Linked DNA regions of Arabidopsis thaliana: all the other regions are linked to region 2. A link is a contact called in public capture Hi-C and targeted proximity ligation data. All regions are on one chromosome and are shown on one strand. The core of a region is the stretch at or near the end of the contact, and the rest is flanking DNA. Distances in the headings are between cores, read along the strand shown.

Evidence for each region. Capture Hi-C pulls out chosen DNA fragments and counts their contacts.
Region 1: a contact with region 2 is called in a capture Hi-C map of seedling, with 2.4 times the contacts expected there. A contact is called at or near these places in 1 of 26 Hi-C or Micro-C datasets (callus), 1 of 2 datasets of targeted methods (seedling) and 1 of 3 other capture datasets (seedling).
Region 3: a contact with region 2 is called in a targeted proximity ligation map of seedling, with 3 times the contacts expected there. A contact is called at or near these places in 1 of 26 Hi-C or Micro-C datasets (callus), 1 of 2 datasets of targeted methods (seedling) and 1 of 3 other capture datasets (seedling).

Annotation. Positions count from the first base shown.
Region 1 is chr4:1,886,027-1,888,969 of TAIR10.1, reverse strand. It overlaps PFA-DSP4 (Phosphotyrosine protein phosphatases superfamily protein), which reads right to left and starts at 1,508. Exons shown (of 5, transcript NM_116634.4): 1 at 1,104-1,508; 2 at 802-895; 3 at 420-477; 4 at 263-306; 5 at 1-176. The coding sequence starts at 1,297.
Region 2 is chr4:2,023,137-2,026,077 of TAIR10.1, reverse strand. AT4G04190 reads right to left here and starts at 1,609. Exons shown (of 7, transcript NM_116657.4): 1 at 1,368-1,609; 2 at 1,199-1,261; 3 at 749-898; 4 at 586-659; 5 at 355-473; 6 at 110-193. The coding sequence starts at 1,205. AT4G04180 (P-loop containing nucleoside triphosphate hydrolases superfamily protein) reads right to left here. Exons shown (of 14, transcript NM_001340474.1): 12 at 2,853-2,941; 13 at 2,656-2,716; 14 at 2,086-2,575. The coding sequence ends at 2,405.
Region 3 is chr4:1,773,141-1,775,840 of TAIR10.1, reverse strand. It overlaps AT4G03820 (transmembrane protein, putative (DUF3537)), which reads left to right and starts at 1,309. Exons shown (of 5, transcript NM_001340470.1): 1 at 1,309-1,865; 2 at 2,554-2,700. The coding sequence starts at 1,314.

The DNA of each region.
Region 1 (2,943 bases), core at 259-2,758, 140 kb after region 2:
GAGCATGAGAAGGAAAGTGGTGTATGCTTTAGATTGGAGATGTCAAAGAGCTCCATGAATCTCTGGTCTGAGATTCTAGCTTTCGCAGCTGCGAATCTTTGGTACTCGTCGAAGATAGAAGACAAACACCATCTTTGAATCTTCCTCACACAACCTACAAGACATCCCGTCCGATGCTGCAACGGATAGAGAGACAAGATATAAGGATTACTTCGATCATATCGTGACTAGGGTTAAGCAGATGAGAGATGTCTCAGTTTACCTTTCCACTTTTGCAATGAATCAAGACAGGATGATTCTCTGTATCTGGTTAATAAGGCAAGATAAGAGTCAAGGATTAGATGGTTTTGAATCTTTTGATAATCTAAACAATTACATTTCTCGATGAAAATAGGTTATAGAGAGACAAGAGAGGGTACCTAGAAGTACTTGTAAGGCTTCTCGGATTACCTCGTCAGGGATATTAACAAATGGTTCCTTAAAACACAAAGAGAACAATCAACTTATCAGTCCACAAGCACAGAATATGTTACATTCATCATCTTTGCATAGCTCTATCTAATCAAATGCTAAACAAGAAGATTAAACACAAGTTTTTACAGAAGCAACAACCTAGAATAAGCTTATGAAGTTATGATCCATTCTTATGAGATTCAGACTCATCATTCCACCAATATGAGATATTGAAACAATCATAGATAACCACAGACTATGAAACTAAGAAGAGGTGATTCAAAGCTTCAAAAACATCGATAACGAGAGTAAGAAAAAGTAAATAATTAGTATCACCACCAATCTCACCTTGCATCTTTCAATTCCAAATTGAAAAACTTGGATCCCATTTGATTTTGCAAACTCTCTATTCACCTCTGGATATGCCTCAGGACACAAATATCTATAGATCACAATACACATTCAAAACAATAATCATAGATTAGAGACTAATTCTTTTGACCATTTCACATTTCACTATAACAGAAACATTCTATAAAACCCTAGCTATAATTATATCTCCATATCAACTAAATCAGCGACTATTTGCGATACAGGACGACGAAGCTGACCTAATTAAGGACTAAGAGAATGAGATTAAGAGAAATTACATGATGGATTTGAGACGCAAAGACTGGAGAAAGCTGAAACTGACGGGTTCAGGAAAACCAGAACGGAAAATTCCATTATCGACCATAGCGAAGTTAAGAGGTGGCACGAAAAGCTCACCGCCGCCTCTCTCCTCCATCGAGTTCTCCGATTGTGGTACCGTGTGAACATCGCCGGCGTAACTCTCTAACGTCATGATTGTATTGAGCGCCAAAAAGGGAAAGGAAGAGAGCTTTCGATGAGAAAATGTCGAGAAAAATTGAGAAGAAGATTCAGAAGTTTTGGGGAATATTAAAAGGTATCCAGAAGAATATTCTTCTCTCCACTATTTTACTAAGATCAGACCCGTGTTACAGCACGGAGGAATATATGTGTTTCTGTATGATGTATGATGTGTATTAGAACGTGCTTAGATAGTTTTAAAACGTAACATATTTAGGGGTTAACTTAAGTAATGAGATTAATTATTAGAATATTTTCTAAAATATTGGAATTAAATTGTTTTTTTTGTTTAAAATATTTTTTTCATGTGTTAAAAATAAAATAAATACAAAATATTCTTTAAAAAAATTTCTAGCGATTTTACAAAAGTCTATCATTTAGTTATACCAGATTTATTCTTATTCAGTAGAATTTTTTAAATACGACAGATTTTTTATATCATACTTTTTTGGTTGACAGATTTCTTAGAAGATAGTGATAACAAATTTATAAATTATCTACATATACAATTTTGGGAAAGATTTGTGTCGAAAAATTCTTTTTCAATTTCGATATTGTATGTTTAGTCCCTATAAAATCAATCAGACAAGATTGTCTGCGTTAGGACAATGACCAAATTTTTGATGAACTATTCACGTTTTGCACTAATTAATTACCTAAACAAAAATATTATTTTGCACTACCCTCATAAATTGCACACATTAATCCCTTAAATCTCTACTAATTCAATATTACACGAAATAATATTTCTTAAAAATCCGAACAACCAAATAACTAACCATATCTTTACTTACTTCATTCCAAAATCTCTAAATATTTACTACACTCTTACCAAATATTCGTATTTCGATATCACATTTCTATAAGTTAAACGATTATTAATCATGCATTAATTCCATAAACCTTAAAAGAACCCTCTATTTATCATATAATCTTACATATGGTATAGTCAATATATTTTTACACATTCTACAAATCATCATCAATTCAAAATTCCAATATATCACCTCGCAAATTAAATTTCGCCAACTATAATATTATTCAAATTGTTATTGATTATTGCCTTCCAAAAAATTTATCCGATCGAATCATATATTCTCTCCACTCCTCATTCATAGCAATTATGTATCCTGATTTACGTATATCACCTTAACTACAAAATCTTTTACTATTTGCTTGCCAGTCAAGATATAATCTAAATCCCGCAATATTCCATCTTATAAACCACCCAAATCTTTCTGTTTTACATGTACAAGCGTAAAAATAAGGGTAAATACATTTACCATATCTCGACAGTTTGATTCAGAATCAAATCAAAATCTAAATACGGCATTTTGATTATTATTTTGCACTTATGATACTCAAGCATATTCCTATTCTAAACCATTCAGAATCATTCTGTTTTCAAAGAAATTACGATTGGGACTATGTAGAGGATAAAATATGATTTGATTCAAAATCTGCCAGATTTAACATTCATTTGTTTTAATATGTTTTTGGTATCACATATATTCTCCTATATTTTTCTTAATTAATTCCAACAACAATAGGCAATCTTAGTCAATCTTTAATAAACGTAATTAATTCTTTTGCTAATCACAATTTATGATTTCCTTAACG
Region 2 (2,941 bases), core at 360-2,859:
ATTTGGGAAGGACTATGATGGGTTCATCTACTATCATGCAGCATATTAATTCCATGATATTATATTATGAGCATTGGTTGTTTTATAAGGTTAGGTTTTGTTACAGTACTTGGTATCCGTCATCCGACCGTGTAAACTCCATCTCCGGCGAAATCCTTCTATTCCTTCAGCTCCACTTGCTAGAATCAAGTGCCTGATTATAAAACAAATGAACTGTTTTAGTGAACATTTGGATTTAAGAACATAGTTTCGATTTGTGAACATCTGTAGATATACATGATTACATGGTAGCACAAACTCTTCATGTAAAGAAAATCCAAAACAAAATATAACTGCATTGTTAAGAAAGAGTACCTCTCAAAAGATGTGGCTTCAGCTTCAAGCTGCGTAATCCTTTCCTTAGCGAGTTCAATGGGCATAGACAATCCTAACTTGTGTTCGCTCTCTTGAAGTCTAACTCTCAATATTTTGTCCTACAAAAAGGATAGAAGAACAAGAAAAGTCAAGGAAATGGATGTGGATATGATATGAGAATGAAAAGCTTTATATAACTATAATCCGAGCCGATGGCTAAACAACAATTACCCTCTTTTCAGCACATTGTCGATACAATGCAAGCTCATCTTGGCAAAATGGTTCAATATCATTGATTTGCAAACCTAAAACAAGAAAAAAAAAAAAAACAATTCTACTCACTGACAGAAGTAAGGGTAGAATTATAAACCAAACCGAGGATACATAGACATACACAGGAATAGATTCCTCAAAATCCCATCGCACAAATCAACACCTTCAAGCACATGTGAAGCAATTTCAGGAGGGATAACAGGAGATGGAGGACCCGTCATTAGGTCATCACCGACCAGTATAGTCTCCTCCATCATTGGTTGTGAATCAACTGAATATTTTGAAATCACCAATGTTACAGTTCTCAAAAAATGGTCTTAGGATTCAAAAACCATGCAACCTCAATTTAAATTTTCCAAGCAATTTCTACGCATTGATGGTAATGCAGATTGGGATTTTAACAAGTTATACTAAGAAGTTTTACATCATACAAAACAATAGCAAAGAACAAAGCTTTATAGCATTTTCCTAAGTTTCTACATCTAATTCACCAATTCCCAAAGATAAGTGAAGAAAGGGCCTTCCTTGAAGCAAAAACAAAATCACAATTGCACAAGAATCATTCACTCACCATCCATGACTGCTCCGTATCAAATCACTTCAAGAACTGAAGAACAAACCAAACTTGTAAACCCTGAACATTCATTTATAAAAAAAGATACATCAAACAGAGAGAAATTGTAAAAACATTCTCAGTTAGGCATTTCATCGAACAGTTTCTAGGCATAACAAGTACATACCCGTTCGAGAAATCTGAATTCCGCAAAGTACGAGGAGATTCAACGCGTGAACAAGCAGAAAGCAACTAGCGAATACGGATTAGAAAAATTTGATAACAACAGGAAATGATCCGACGCAGCCGATTAAAAACACAGTCCCTCTTCTCAGTGTTACTACTAGATCATGGATCACGGTATTAGCTTTGAAATTACACGAAATCTCGACCGCAGGATAGACGACAATATCTAAAAGCATCTGACGGTAGTAACACGAGTATTGTCTCTAGTAGGTCCCACCATGTTCCAGTTGGGTTTCTTACATATAGTGTTGTTTAAAAGAGGTATATTTTGTTTCTTCGCTTTCAAGTCTAAATCTTCAAACACGACGTCGTTTAGGGCTGGCCATAATATTCGAATCCGAGCTCCCGATCGGAATTTGAATCTGAAATTTTAAAATATCCGAACAGGTTTATACTTCAAAACCCTAAAATCTGAAACCGAATCAGATCCAAACCGATATCCGAACGGGTATCCAAACATATCTATAGTTTAAATGCATAGTAATAATATCTATAAATATTTATATTTGTAATAATCTAAGTGTCAAAATATGTGAATTTTTGAATATTTAAAATATTTTTAGGTTTTTAATATACTTTTTAAGTAAATTTGGGTAAAAAATGTTCAACGTTTTTAGATATTTTGTTTATTTTCAAGTAGTTTGGATCGATTTGGTTATAAAAATTTAATTTTTGAGAACTTCAAGTAATCCGAATCCGAACCCGAAATATCTGATCCGAATCCGATCTGAACCCGAAATCAAGAATTACCCGAATGGGTTCTACCTCTAAATCCGAAAACCCCAAAATCCGAAATACCCGATCCAAACCCGAATGGGTACCCAAACGCCTAGTACTTTCATATATTATGAACTGTAATTTTTACAACATCTTCAGGCTTTGATATTGACAAGTCAAATTCACAGAACAGAAGAAACTTCCTACTGTCTGTGTAAGTAAGTTAATCCTCCGTAAGTATTGTTTGCTAGATGAATATTGTCACTCAAAATCAAGCAGAGGTTTCTTGGAGCGAGCAGCAAATTTCTGTTCCTTCTGCTCCGTGACACTACGAAGAGATTTGCGCCGAGCTTCAGCGCTTTCCAAGTACTCTTGTATTGGAGGAAGAGTGATCTTTTGTTCTTCTCCACCGGCTTTTGCTCGACGAATCAACTGTCCAACAATATAAAGGTTAATGATCTGCAGTTGGTGTAACATTTAGCCATGTGTAGAAGACGAAATTCCGTTTTAACCTTTGAAGCCCATGTTCGTTCTGCTCCTTGACATACATCTCGAATATCTCTGCCTGACATTCTGCGTAACCATCAAAAGTCAATATGGATTCATCACAAATTAATCAGGAATAGAAAGATCGGGTGGCCTTGAAGTTGATCAAATAAAAAGTTTCGAACTTTAGTTTGATATGGTAAAGGAAAGTTGGAAACTTTACGCTTCTGTGGCTTGAGCAAGCTGGACTAGTTCAGGCTTTGAGAGTTGTTTTGCGTATTGAGCGATGATTTCTTGACGAGTTTGTAAATC
Region 3 (2,700 bases), core at 60-2,559, 250 kb after region 2:
GATAGCTGACGAATTTTTTTTTATATATATTACACCTACAATATTAACATAATTATATGTTTAGTCCAAATAGACCGAACAACAATTCACAAAATTGAAACTGAAATCGGATATGAATTGGGTAAAAAAAAGATTCTAAATAATTTTCTGATAAAAAACAAAGAAACTATATCACTCCAAATCTCTTGACCATAGTGTTTGTTCCATTCCATCGTCACCATAGTTTAGACTTTAAATTCAGTTTCACTTTGACTAATTTTAGATAAATTAACATATTAAACGGAATCAACAACTTCCCTCTCTCCCTTGGCGACTACAGAGGCGACCAACAAAACCAGTTTCCTGTTTCATTTTTTTTAACAGGCTGCCGGCATTTGCCGGTAGTTTTTTTGCTTTTCTACTCCTTTCTTCTTTTGTTTTTAATATTGTGATGGGAGATATTCCCCTTAATTGGATTTCTGCTCGTCCTATCTTCTCCTTTCGAATGGTGACGGTGTTTATTGTCATGTTTAGAACAGAGACATACAATTACCAGTTTCATGTAAACCCGTTGCTATATTCGAAATCAGAAAAAATTCATCCCACCAATGTCTCTTTACCCATGTCATGTCGATTCATTTGAATCATGGTGTATTTCCTTATCTAAAGTTTGTTTTCGGTGGTTTCTCTCACCGACGTGATCTCCGGTTTTCAACCGATGAAGTTTCTTCAAATCTATGGTTTGGAGAAGTCATTTGGGTATTTGATCCAGGAATCAATAGACAAATTCTTTTGAGTGAAGGAATTGGCATCGACAATAATTTCCTCTTCTCAAACACATGGTCCGATGATGGCGATGTACTCGCTGTCCAACGATCCGTTTATTCATGTTCATGGTCTAATGATGGTGATGTACTCGCTGTCAAACGATCTATTTATTCGGATTCTATGGAAAAAAGTAATCATGGTCACTAACCGGCGACGATGGGTAGAGTGTTATAAAATACATGATCGAGATCCATTTCAAGCAACATATCCGTGTGTTCGTTTAATCAAAGTGATGCAGAAAGCATTTGGGAGTTTCATCTATAAGATGTTAGCCTTTTACGAGTATATGACGAGGGGACTTAACAGATTTCATCTGTTGCTTGTAAGGCTTCCGTTTGGAAAGCAGGGTCATTTCCATTTTTTTATCAAAATTGTACAATTTCTTTTATTTTATTCGTATTTGAGTGGTTTCATGTATCATGTATTATATAATATTTTTATAATATAATATAATTGATTCGGTGTTAAAAAAAAAAAAACATATTAAACGGAAATTGCGAACGTTAATGGAAAAGAATATATTTTATTATTATTATAAATGCTGTTTGGTACAGGTGGCTTACAAAAATCCAAAGTGCCGTAACTTATTAGCTTCTCTTTCATTTCAAGTCAAAAAGTCCAAACCTCTGCAGATTTTATTCCTAAACCCGACCATGGAAGAATCATCAAACCAACAAATCCTCAACTCCGAGACCCGACCCGACCCGATTCAAAAACCACCGGAATCACCAGCCACCAAACTCTCATTCCCGAGACTCTTCCTCTGGTTTGATCAATCAAATCGCATCAAAACTCTGCTCTCATGGTCCATCTTCTTCCTCCTCGCCGTCATCGTCCCAATGATCTCACACTTCGTGCTAATCTGCGCCGATTGCGATTTCAAACACCGTCGTCCTTACGACGGTTTAGTGCAGCTTTCGTTATCGATCTTCGCCGGAATCTCGTTCGTTAGTCTCTCAGATTGGTCCAAGAAATATGGAATCCGAAGGTTTCTCTTCTTCGATAAGCTTAAAGATGTTAGCGATAAAGTTAGGATCGGATACGAAGCTAAAATCCAGGTAAATTAAACGTATCGACTAATTATAGTATTAGTAATCTAATTTCATGATTAAGAATCGTAATTTTTGGGATTAAAATTGGTAACTAGTGGAATAAGAAGCGATTGTAAAGAACCGGTTATTTCAGTTTTCTTTCAAAATCGGTTCATCAGTCGGTTCAATTTGGAGAGATTGAATCATATTTGGTTTACGTCTCGGTTTCGGTACGCCTAAACCGATCAATTGCCTAAAAATCAAAACTATACCGAAAATAAACCGATTTCTACCCAAAACATATATTAATCCCAACCAAATTAACATATTTTACCCTACTTTATCAGATTTTAACTGGGAAAACCCAAAAAATCGGTTCAATTCGGAGAATTTCATTAACCGAAATACTGAGATAACCGACTCAGTTTGGTTTGGTTAACTGAACTCGCAGGCCTAGAACTTTAAGTTTTGACCTGCCATTGAATCTTAGGCTCAAATCTTGATGTTTTTTTAATCCCAACCAATTTAACCGATTTTACCCGATTTTAACCGGGGAAAATCGGTTCGATTCGGAGAATTTCATTAACCGAAATACCGAGATAACCGAGACATTGACCGAACTCGCAGGCCTAGAACTTTAAGTCTTGACCGTGCCATTGCATCTTAGGCTCGAATCCTGATGTTTTTGAAAGTCTCCTCTGTTTTATTGTTGCAGAGATCAATGAAGCTACTAGCTATCTTTGTCCTTCCATCGACAACGCTTCAAGCTATCTATCGCATTTGGTGGTATGCTTCAGGCTTTAACCAAATCCCTTACATTATAAACCCAACGCTGAGCCATGTCTTAGCCTGCACACTCCAG